Linked DNA regions of Sus scrofa: region 2 is linked to region 1. A link is a contact called in public HiChIP or PLAC-seq data. All regions are on one chromosome and are shown on one strand. The core of a region is the stretch at or near the end of the contact, and the rest is flanking DNA. Distances in the headings are between cores, read along the strand shown.

The links. HiChIP or PLAC-seq counts read pairs in DNA pulled down with a chosen protein or histone mark.
Region 2: an H3K27ac HiChIP or PLAC-seq map of skeletal muscle shows a contact between it and region 1, with 2.8 times the contacts expected there. The contact joins two enhancer-like sites. A contact is called at or near these places in 1 of 47 Hi-C or Micro-C datasets (liver) and 1 of 2 datasets of contacts at active chromatin or transcription factors (skeletal muscle).

Annotation. Positions count from the first base shown.
Region 1 is chr3:58,804,429-58,809,691 of Sscrofa11.1, forward strand. No RefSeq gene overlaps it. Among named protein-coding and RNA genes, the nearest start is that of ST3GAL5, 56 kb to the right of the region's middle. Within about 2 kb of position 2,578, at least 13 of the 83 cell types and tissues checked have an H3K27ac peak or open chromatin away from gene starts, as enhancers often do. A contact at or near this core is called in skeletal muscle, where this site is marked.
Region 2 is chr3:59,021,637-59,026,899 of Sscrofa11.1, forward strand. No RefSeq gene overlaps it. Among named protein-coding and RNA genes, the nearest start is that of ATOH8, 23 kb to the left of the region's middle. Within about 2 kb of position 2,990, at least 14 of the 83 cell types and tissues checked have an H3K27ac peak or open chromatin away from gene starts, as enhancers often do. A contact at or near this core is called in skeletal muscle, where this site is marked.

The DNA.
Region 1 (5,263 bases), core at 1,328-3,827:
AACATGGCTGGATCCTTAACCCACTGAGCAAGGCCAGGGATTGGACCCACATCTTCATGGATAAGAGTTGGGTTCTTAACCCGCTGAGCCACAGCAAGAACTCTGGAATTCCTAACAAAGCCTCAGAGAGCCTTTAAAAGCTGTGATGAAGCTCCTTGTCCTGAGAGGTTGAGAAGGAACGTTGGGGAAAGTCAGCCCTTCAAAAGGAGAGCCAGATTGGTCAATCCAGACGTATGAATCACTGAATAACTTGGAAGATGTGGTTGAGGCTGGTGGTGGTGGTGGGGAATTGTAAGAAACACATACACAAGACAACTGCGAATCCTATGTGTGGAATCAGGAAAGGTTGATACTGGATGGGCCCATGTCAAGTCACACAGGTCAGTGTGACTTTGGACAAATGACTTAATCACTTGAAACTCAGTTTCCTTATCTGCAAAATCAAGAGAAGAAACCAATCTCCTGGACCACCCGGGAGAATTTCATGAGGCTGTGTAGGTGAAAACCCCTAACACATTGTGGGTTGAATCCAAGGAGAAGGGCAGGCAGAAGCCCTCAAATTTAAACAAAAGGAAAAACAGTTTGCACAGAGGATATTAATTATGGTGGCCCCAGGAAGTCTGAAAGCCAGAGCTTTGTTTTAGGGCAAAGGGATCCCAGGAATTTAACTTGGGGGCAGTAATGAGGGTTACAACTCTAGTTTTGACCCGAAACTATGTTGAAAAACCAGAACTTGCTCTTTTGCAAGTTCTTAAGTCTATATAAATGGGACAGCTGTTTATTTTATGTTTTTATTCTCCATGCATGCTTCTGCTGGCTGATTAAACTCTTTGGAACAGGGGCACCTTCAACTCCCTGAGGTCAGGAGGGCACCCATGCACCCACCACCCTAATGCTCCACTTGCTTCTGCATCTCATGCCTTTTCTCAGGGTGCAGGATGCAGGATTTGCATAGGGGCAAACTTGAACTTCCTCCCCTCCAGCTCAAAACCAGTGAGTCTCCCACCGCTCCCGACCCCCCACGTGGTCCAGTCTGTGTGCAAAGAGTATTGAACCAGGAGAAGCAAGGCCAGTCTATGTGCCATTGGACAAGCCCTCGGCCTCTCCAAGCGCCTCTCTTCATTCTTAAAATTGTGACAACACCATCTCGGAGGGCAGCCATTGGAAATGGGAGAAACTCTGTGAGGGTAGAGTCTCATACACAGAGGGGCTCTAGACAGGTGCCTGTTTTTATCACCCTTCCATGTCTCCTGGGGCTTCCAGAGTGTCGGAGCTGTGGTCTGTGTTCTGGGTGAGAACTGGGTGGTCCCTTGGGGTCAGATTACCAGGCACAAAATTGAGGGCAAGAACCCGCATGTTCATTGCAGCACTGTTCACAATAGCCAGGACATGGAAACAAGCCAAATGTCCATCAACAGATGATTGGATTAGGAAGATGTGGTATATATACACAATGGAATACTACTCAGCCATTAAAAAGAATGACATAATGCCATTTGCAGCAACATGGATGGAACGAGAGACTCTCATACTGAGTGAAATGAGTCAGAAAGACAAAGACAAATACCATACGATATCACGCATATCTGGTATCTAATATCCAGCGCAAATGAACATCTCCACAGAAAAGAAAATCATGGACTTGGAGAATAGACTTGTGGCTGCCCGACGGGGAGGGAGGAAGTGGGAGGGATCGGGAGCTTGGGGTTATCAGATACAATCTAGAATAGATTTACAAGGAAATCCTGCTGAATAGCATTGAGAACTATGTCTAGATAGTCATATGGCAACAGAACAAAAGGTGGGGAAAAAAATGTATACATGTAAGAGTAACTTGATCGCCATGCTGTACAGCGGGGAAAAAACAAAAAAACAAACATTGCTCAACTTTTCGAACTAATATAAAAAATAATTACATGAGATTTAAAAAAAAATGAGGGCAAGAATCAGCAATCTTTTTTTTTTTTTTTCCGGGCCATGCCCTTGGCCTATGGAGGTTCCCAGGCTAGGGGTCGAATTGGAGCTGTAGTCGCTGGCCTACACCAGAGCCACAGCAACGTGGGAGCTGAGTTGCATCTGTGACTTACACCACAGCTCATGGCAACGCCAGATCCTGAACCCACTGATCGAGGCCAGGGATTGAACACACATCCTCATGGATTCTAGTTGGGTGTATAACCCACTGAGCCACAAGGGGAACTCCTCAGTAGTCATTTATTAGAGGATGTCTTGGGTTTTCGTCTGGGATCTAAAGCGGTGCTGTTACCATGGACACCAGGAGTTCCTTGCCTGTGTCCAGAGGAAGAACTGACAGATTGGCCAGGAAATCTCTGAGCTGTTTGTGGAAGAGGATGAAAGCCCTTCAGAAGTGTGAGTCCGTGGAGAGTAGAAGGGAACAGAAGAGGAAACAGGAAGGAAGGAGAAGCCACTTTCTTTCCTTTTCTTGGTTCCTCATCACATATCCAAGGGTTCCACCAGCCCTGGCCTCAGAGCCCAGCCCCCACCAAATGACCTCACCCCACTGCCAAGGGGGGCGCTTTCCCCGGAGCTGAGGCAGGGGCTCCACCCAAACAGATGGTCACGCTCTGTGGCAAACACCACATTCCACCCAGCATGCTTGAGACAATCCCCCCACGCCTGGCTCTGTGCTTGGCGCCTTGGAATAAACCAGAGACTCAAGAGAGGAAACGTCTGTTGCCACAAGCTGCTCATCACAAACAGCTGTCTTCGCACAGCCAGCTCTGGAGAGGGACGTCCCTAGGCTTGAGCCACCAAGTGACAGAGGTGCCACCAGGCTCACCCCAGGCACATCCCTGGTCACTGATGCCCAGTGTCCGGAGGAATGGCCAAGGGGATGAGAGGGTGGGATGAGCCCAAGTGTGGTATGGCCCCAGGGGTCTCTGGAGGTCGGCTCAGATTACTTGGCTTGAGAGAAAACACCAGATTGGGGCAGGACAGATTCAGCAAAAGGAAGGTTGTGCCCTCAGAAGGTGGCAGAGATGCTATCAGGAACACGAGAGGCAGGCAGGTGTGCTTAGGTGACCCAGCTCACTCTTGGCTCCTGCAGAATGAAGCCCTTTTCCTTCTTTTCTTTGATGTCACAGCTTTTTGCTCTATTATTTCCCAAGAAGCAGGAGGGCTGCTTTCCTGGGCCACTTGCTCTTTTGGGTACAGAGAGCCTGCAAGCTACCCCAGTGGTTCCAGTATTCTCAGTTGTCCAAACACATTTTTTTCTGAGCGGAAAGAACCACAGCCCTGCCCAGGCTTATGTGGCTCTCGGGTTAGTTTCTTTCTCAGGATCAGGTGAAACTTCAGGAGCACACGTTCTGCTGCAAGAAAGCTCCAGGCTTATCAGCAGCCGCCTCTCAGGTTTCCTGGGAAGGTCACGTACTTCATCCAAAGCTCTGGAGATTTTTCCAAAGCTCAGGGCCATGTGGCTTGATCCTTCCCTCACGTAGGCAGGCCCCTGGCCTCTCCTGGCCTGCAGGCTCTGTCTTGGGCCATCACACCCTCACAGGGTGAACTGAAGGGGATGGAACATGCCAGGAGCTTGTGCTTAGCTTGTGCTTAGGGTTGGAGGGGGGGGACTTCTCCTCTCTTAACCACAGCCAGGCACACTCAGCCCATCTAGTTCCCTCGGAACGCATGCCCTGGCATGTTGAAATCTGAATGGGATCTTTCTAGAGAACAGATGCCCAACCAGCTTCCCTTATCCTCCCCCACCCCACTCCACCACCATCCCACACATGCTGGCCTATTTAAAATGCCAATCTGGGAGTTCCTATTGTGGCTCAGCGGTAACAAGCCTGACTAGTATCCATGAGGATGCGGATCCAATCCCTGGCCCTGCTCAGTAGGTTGAGGATCCACTGGTGTTGCTGTGAGCTATGGTGTAGGTTGCAGACATAACTCGGATCCTGTGTTGCTGTGGCTGTGGTGAGGGCCAGTGGGTGCAGCTCCAATGTGAGCCCTAGCCTGGGAACTTCCATATGCCAAGGGTGCGGCCCTAAAAAAAAATGCTGTTCTGTGCCCTCCCTCCAGTTAGAAAGCATCTCTGATCTTCATCTCTGATCTACATCCTCAGGCCCAATCGCCCTTTACTCTGCTCCAATAAAGTGCTCTGAGCGACTTTACCCCCTCTTGCTAGCACCCATATCACCCACTACCAGCTCCAGACAACACCCTGTGCGCACACACCGTGCCTCTCCTGGAAAATCGGTACCACTTCTCCTCAGTCTGGAGCAGACATGGCTGCTCTGTGCCCTTTCTCCTCCCATGGGCATTGTTGTCATTCTGTGCTCAGGAGCTAGCTGCTACATCCACGAGGGGCCGCGGTACCTCACCTGTTTCATGTCTGTCTCCCGCCCTTGCAAAGAATGGTTAAGTAACTAACACAAATTTCTCATCTACTAAATATGAAAGCCAGGGTTTGAACCCAGAGTTTCCATCCTTTTTAAAAAATTTTATTTATTTTTCTATTTACTGCTGCACCTGTAGCCCATGGAAGTTCCCAGGCTAGGGCCTGAATCTGATCTGTAACTGCCAGCCTACACCACAGCCACAGCAATGTAGGATCCTTAACCCACTGAGTGAGGCCAGGGATCGAACCTGCAACCTCATGGTTACTAGTTGGATTCATTTCCACTGTGCCACAACAGGAACTCCCACGATGTGTGTCCTATGTGAGTGGAGTCTTTGGTAGGCATCAAAGAAAAGATAAGCCTCACATCTGGGGGCCATGTGGTGGGGAAGAGAGGTAGCTCCTGTGGGATCAAGAACTGTGATAAAGGAAGCCTCCAGGGAAACAGAAGGAAACTCAAGACATGCTTTGATGCTGCCCGGGGCCTTGAGACTTCGGCTAGCATCTGGTTTGCATCATTGATCCTGTTTCCTTCTTGGCTTTCATCATCATCAGGAAACTCAGGGTTATATTGGAGGTCCCTTAGAAGAAGTGGTTAGGAACCTGTGCAGAGTGACTCCACAAGCCTTATCCTACAATTTGGCCTTCATTTTCTCTGCCCTTCTATGGTGACCCTTTCCTGTTTTGTCTACCCAGCATCCCTTCCTTCGGATCATTTCACCCCACTCTGTTTAGTTCCTACAAAGCCACCAGTCATAGTCCCCAGGTCCATCCCTTACCCTCATTGTAGGCTGGCCAAAGCACCCCACCCTCATTGCCACAAAGATGGTCATGCCACCCAAGACAGGCCAATCAAGGAATTGTCTGAAACTGATATGGGGAGAGAGATGTTCTCTTAGCTAC
Region 2 (5,263 bases), core at 1,740-4,239, 220 kb after region 1:
AGATAAAATGAAACTGGTGAGGAAATTACTTTCTTTGAAAGCAATTTTAGAAGGACAAAATGCTAGGAGGTCCAGCTACCATCTTACAACCAAACAGAAAAGCCATGAGAATTTCCAGGAGAAGGAACCAGAGCCCAGATGGCACCAAGCTAATGAATTAACCAATCCTGAAACTGCCCCTCTGGACTTCTTGTTTGAGGAGATAATAAACCCTCTTATTTAACATTTTGGTTAGGTTTATTGTTACTGTTGGCCCAAAGCAATCCAACTGATATATGAGATGGCCCCATGTTTCATGTACCTTCACGTACCTTGAGGAAAACTGGATGAGTTCCTTCCTTACCTCCTGAAAGAGTCTGACTCAGTATGACTTATCACATCCTTCCTCACGGCCACCAGGTTACATCCCAGAGCCTCTTCTTGGTTAAGCAGGAAAGTAAAATCTGGCATTTCCTGCCCTTTTGTTAGATGAAGACCCTTTTTCCAGAGAGCTCCCCAAAGTATTCACAGCCCCAGGTCTGGGCCCCAGAAGCAAGTTAATCAATCTTTGAAAAAGGAAAGGGCCTTGACCCCCAAGGAATCTGCTTATGACAAACTCCTAGACCTTGTCACCCTGGGATGGAGCTACGAGTTCTGGGAGGTCAGGTCTGGCCCTGGGTACAAGTTGCTCCAAAGGGTTTTAACCTCCTTCCATTCCTGTCCCCATCCCTCCCCTTTCTAAGAACTTCTCTTTCTCTTTATTTTCCTGCCCCAGTATCTAGTCTCCTTCCTCACTGAGCTTTCTGCTCTGGACACTGCTCAGAACAAAGCCTACGTTTCCCAGCCTCTCTTGCAGCTAGATGTGGCTCCAGTGACTACATTCTGTCCAGTGAGCTGGCAGGAGAGGTGATGTGTGCAACCCCCTCTTGGCTCCCTAAAGTGAAGGGTATGCCCTCCCCCCGCTTCCTCCTCCATGCTTCAGATTGGACTCCTAGGAATAATGGGACTGCTCTAGCCCTGGACCACCTGCTATGGCTGTGTGTAAGAGAAACTGCCATCTTTTTTTTTTCTTTTTAATGAAATATTGTTGATTGACAATGTTGTGTTAATTTCTGCTGTACAGCAAAGTGATTCATTTATACATATATATACATCCTTTTTAATATTCTTTTCCATTATGGTTTATCACAGGATATTGAGTAGAGTTCCCGTGCTATACAGTAAGGCCTTGTTGTTTATCCATCCTATATATAATAGTCTGCATCTGCTAACCCCAAACTCCCAGTCCACCCCTCCCCACCCACCCTCCTCCTTGGCATCCACAAGTCGGTTTTCAATGTCTGTGAGTCTGTGTCTCTTCCGTAGATATGTTCATTTGTGTTACATTTTAGGTTCCATATATAAGTGATTTCATATGGTATTTGCCTTTCTCTTTCTTACTTCACTTAGTATGATAATCTCTAGGTCCATCTGTGTTGCTCCAGATGGCATTATTTCATTCTTTTTGTGGCTAAGTAATTGTCCATTGTTTATATAATGCCACGTCTTCTCAATTTATTCCTCCGTTGATGGACATTTAGGTTGTTTCCACGCCTCAGCTACCGGAAATAGTGCTGCTATGGACATGGGGTGCAGGTATCTTTTTGAATTCGGGTTTTATCCAGATAAATGCCCAGGAGTGGAACTGCTGGGTCATATGGTAACTTTTTTTTCAGGTTTTTGAGGAACCTCCATACCGTTCTCCGTAGAGAGAAAGTGCCAACCTGTCTAAACCACTGTTATGCCAGGTCTCTTTTGCCTAGAGCCCAACCCTCCCTCCTTCTCTCTTCTCCCCTCTCACGTTCTTCTCTTCTTTCTCTCTTTCCCTCCTCGTCATCAGATCCCTGCACCTTCCCTTCCTCTCTTTTCCCCCAGTCATTGGCCCCTTCCAAAGCGGCAGGTGGCAGGAGCAGGCAGCCAAGGTCCCAGATGGCTTTCTTGTTCCCCAGTCCCTGTGAACGTGTCCCCATCCTGAGGGCCCTGACCAACCGAGGGGTTGTTCCCACCCCAAGCTGTCTCCCACTGTGTCCGGCTGTGTGTTCAGACAACCTGCTCCTGGGGAGGGACAGAGAGCCAGCCAGGGCACCAATCCCAGGCAGCCCGTTCTGTGGCCTGAGGCCCAGTGCCCAGCTCTCGTCTCATGATTGCACAGTGACGACGGTGATGCCTGGAACTGGACGCTGGCCTGGGCTGGAGACCATCTGGCTGTGCCCTCTGGTTTCCCCAGAAGGGAATGCTCTTGATGTGGGGGAAGCCGAAGCCAGCCTCGAGCTGGGGGCTGACCGCTTCTGACTCTTTTATTCTTCAGCCCCGCGATGGACTTTGGCACGAGTGGGTAAGGGTGGCAGAAGTGGAGCAATGGGGGCACCCCACACCACCGTGACTCCCCTCTCCAGCCCTGCCTTCTGAGCCGCAGTGCCAGCCTCCGCTCAGCCCTCGCAGGCAACAGATGGTGCCTTGAGGACAAGCTCTGGGTCCGGGCCCGGGCGCGGATGTCAGCTGTGGTGGGGCTCCCCTTTCAGCCTCGGGCAGGCGGCTGGGACAGCCCCGTCTTCACCTGGCTGAGCAGGGCTTAGCGGGGTGAGTGAGGCTGAGCCCAGGAGGCCACATGCAGGGTACCCATGGCCCTTTGGCGGTGGAGGCCTAGTGGGAGGAGAGGCCCCAGGGTGGGGTGGGAGAGCCGAGAGCAGCCAAACTGGACCTCGCCCACAGGTGGGCACATGTGCACGGGGCCTCCTCTGGGCTCAGGTCACAGGAAGTGGATGAAGTGCATCTGTTTGCCTCCCGACCACCCTATAGCGATGGCCTGGACACCTGGGGGGGGGGCCTCTCCCTGTGCCACCCCTCGGTCCTAGACCCCCAACCACCAAGCCAAGCTCCTTGATCCCAGCCAGCCCCGGACAAGGGCCACGGCTGGCAATGACCTCACCTGGCCACTCCCAGATGGGTTCCGGTCAGCACGATGTCCTGACAGTGTGATGTCACATCAGAATTCTCGAAACACTTTCCATCTGGAGTCAACACCATTGCCGCAGCTGCTCTGAGGGCCGCGCCCCACTGCCAGCCACGGGGCAGGATCAAGTGTCCTCGTGGAAGCCAAGCTTAGGGTAGGCTTTGGAAGAACAAAGTCAAGGCAGGAGCTGCCGAGGGAACAGGGAAGCCCTGGGGGGCTCGAGTGCAGGAGCGCTGGGCCCAGGGGAGCAGCGAGAGGCCCAGAGAGGTCAAGGCTGGGCCAGGAGCCAAGGACAGGAGCTCATGGGGAATCAGGGACCAGAGAAAGTTAGATGAACAAAAGTGGCACAAATGGAGCCTCTTTCTCTGTCTGTCCCTCTGAATCTCTCTCTCTCACACACACAGACACACGCACCCCTTCACATCCATACCATCCTCTCTGCTTTATACTCCAAGACCTTTGAGCCTTGTTCATGCTGTTCTCTTGCCAGAAGTAGCCTCCCTCCACCTGGTGAATTTCTCACCCTTCAGAGACCAGCTCAAATGTCACCTCCTCGGTGACACATCCCTCCCCGCTCCCCCTCTACTAACCCCACCCTGCCCCTCCTCTATTCTTGAGATCCTTCCTCTGAGTTCCTTAACCATGCTGAGCTCACCCTGCGGGGTTGGCAGATGGGTACACAGCCCACCTGCCCACCTCCTCCACTGACAAGGGTACCCCAAGGTCAGCCAAGGCCACCTGGCAGAGCTCAGGTGTGACTTGGTTCTCTATGGACGTGCTCCTCGGGGTCTGCCCCTGGGGGAGGTTTACAGGCAGGCAGAAGGACACACCAGAGGGTCACTTGACTACCCCAAGCCAAGCACAGTTGAGGCTCAAACAAAGAGTCGCAGACAATGTTTTTACATAGGCCTTTGTCATAGACCCCCATGCAACCCATGGGCCTCCCTCTCTCGCTTCAGCGTCTTAGAGGCATCTGGCGGTTGGCCCTCACTGTGGGGAACAGAGGCAACCAGAGCAATCTGGTTTGGCTGGAAAAACAAAAACAAAAACAAAAACAAAGCTGCCCAGGTGTTTCCCACACCACAGAAGCCCCATGAAGAAGAGGGAAGCCTGGAGCCAAACCCCAGAGAGCCTGGTGGAAGGTCCATCCGGCCACTCACTAGCCACACAGGGCTAAGCCAGGAGCTTAATCAGTCAGAGCCCAGTTTCTTCCTCGCTCCAATGAAAACGTCTATAATAACAATACTCCCAGTGTTGTTAGAGGAAACAAATGAGGTAACAAGGGACAAAGTGCTTGACCAAAAAATGGACACTCTAAGGTCATCCATTTTCATTCAGGAGTTCCCATTCCAGCTCAGTGGTTAATGAATCCGACTAGGAACCACGAGGTTGTAGGTTAGATCCCTGGCCTCGCTCAGTGGGTTAAGGATCTGATGTTGCCCTGAGCTGTGGTGTAGGTCACAAACGTGGCTCAAATCCTGCATTGCTGTGGCTGTGGCATAGGCTGGCAGCTGTCGCTCTGATTAGACCCCTAGCCTGGGAACCTTCGTATGCTGTGAGTGCAGCCCTAAAAAAAGGGGAAAAAAGGGAAAAAGGAAAAAAAAACTAAGATAATATAAAGGTAGAGAGATTGACTTACACTAAATGGTATTCATTAAATGCTCATTGATGAGATTCCCTTTTAGAACAAATTCTAACTCCAAGAGTCTACAATTTTAAATGTGCTGAGAGTGGCCCTTATTTAAGCAGAATGGTTTGATTAACTGAACTCCAGCCCCCGAGCATCCTGGCTAACTGTGAGGCCTCGGCATGCTGAGCCCCCAGGCCCGGGTGCCTTGCCCTCTTCCTTGCCCTTGGCTGTGCTGAGGGTGGCTGCCTCCAAACACCTCCTGGGATTGGTCTGCCCAGAAAGAAGTCTCCTGGGAATAAATGAAAGATGGGTAAAGCAGGGGTCCCATGTGACTCAGGCATTCTACTGCCGTGGGGCAGCACAACTCTGTCCACGGTGCCATGGGGTGGGCATGGCAGAAGCCTGAGGGGCTGCAGGGGGTAGATAGAGCTGCCCTTGGCCCCCGCCTCCACCCCAGCCAACCCCACTCCCTTCTGGGGCCATCGTGGGGGAGAATAGAGCTTCAAGGACCACACAGGCCATCAACCAAGAATGAGTGCAGGTTGTCCAAGAATTAGCAGCCAGGTCCATTCCAAACTTCTTTTTTTGGGTTGATAGGCTGGTTGGAGACCTGGAATCCCAGCACGATAATCCCTGCTGGGATGAGCCTCAGAGCCTGAGTC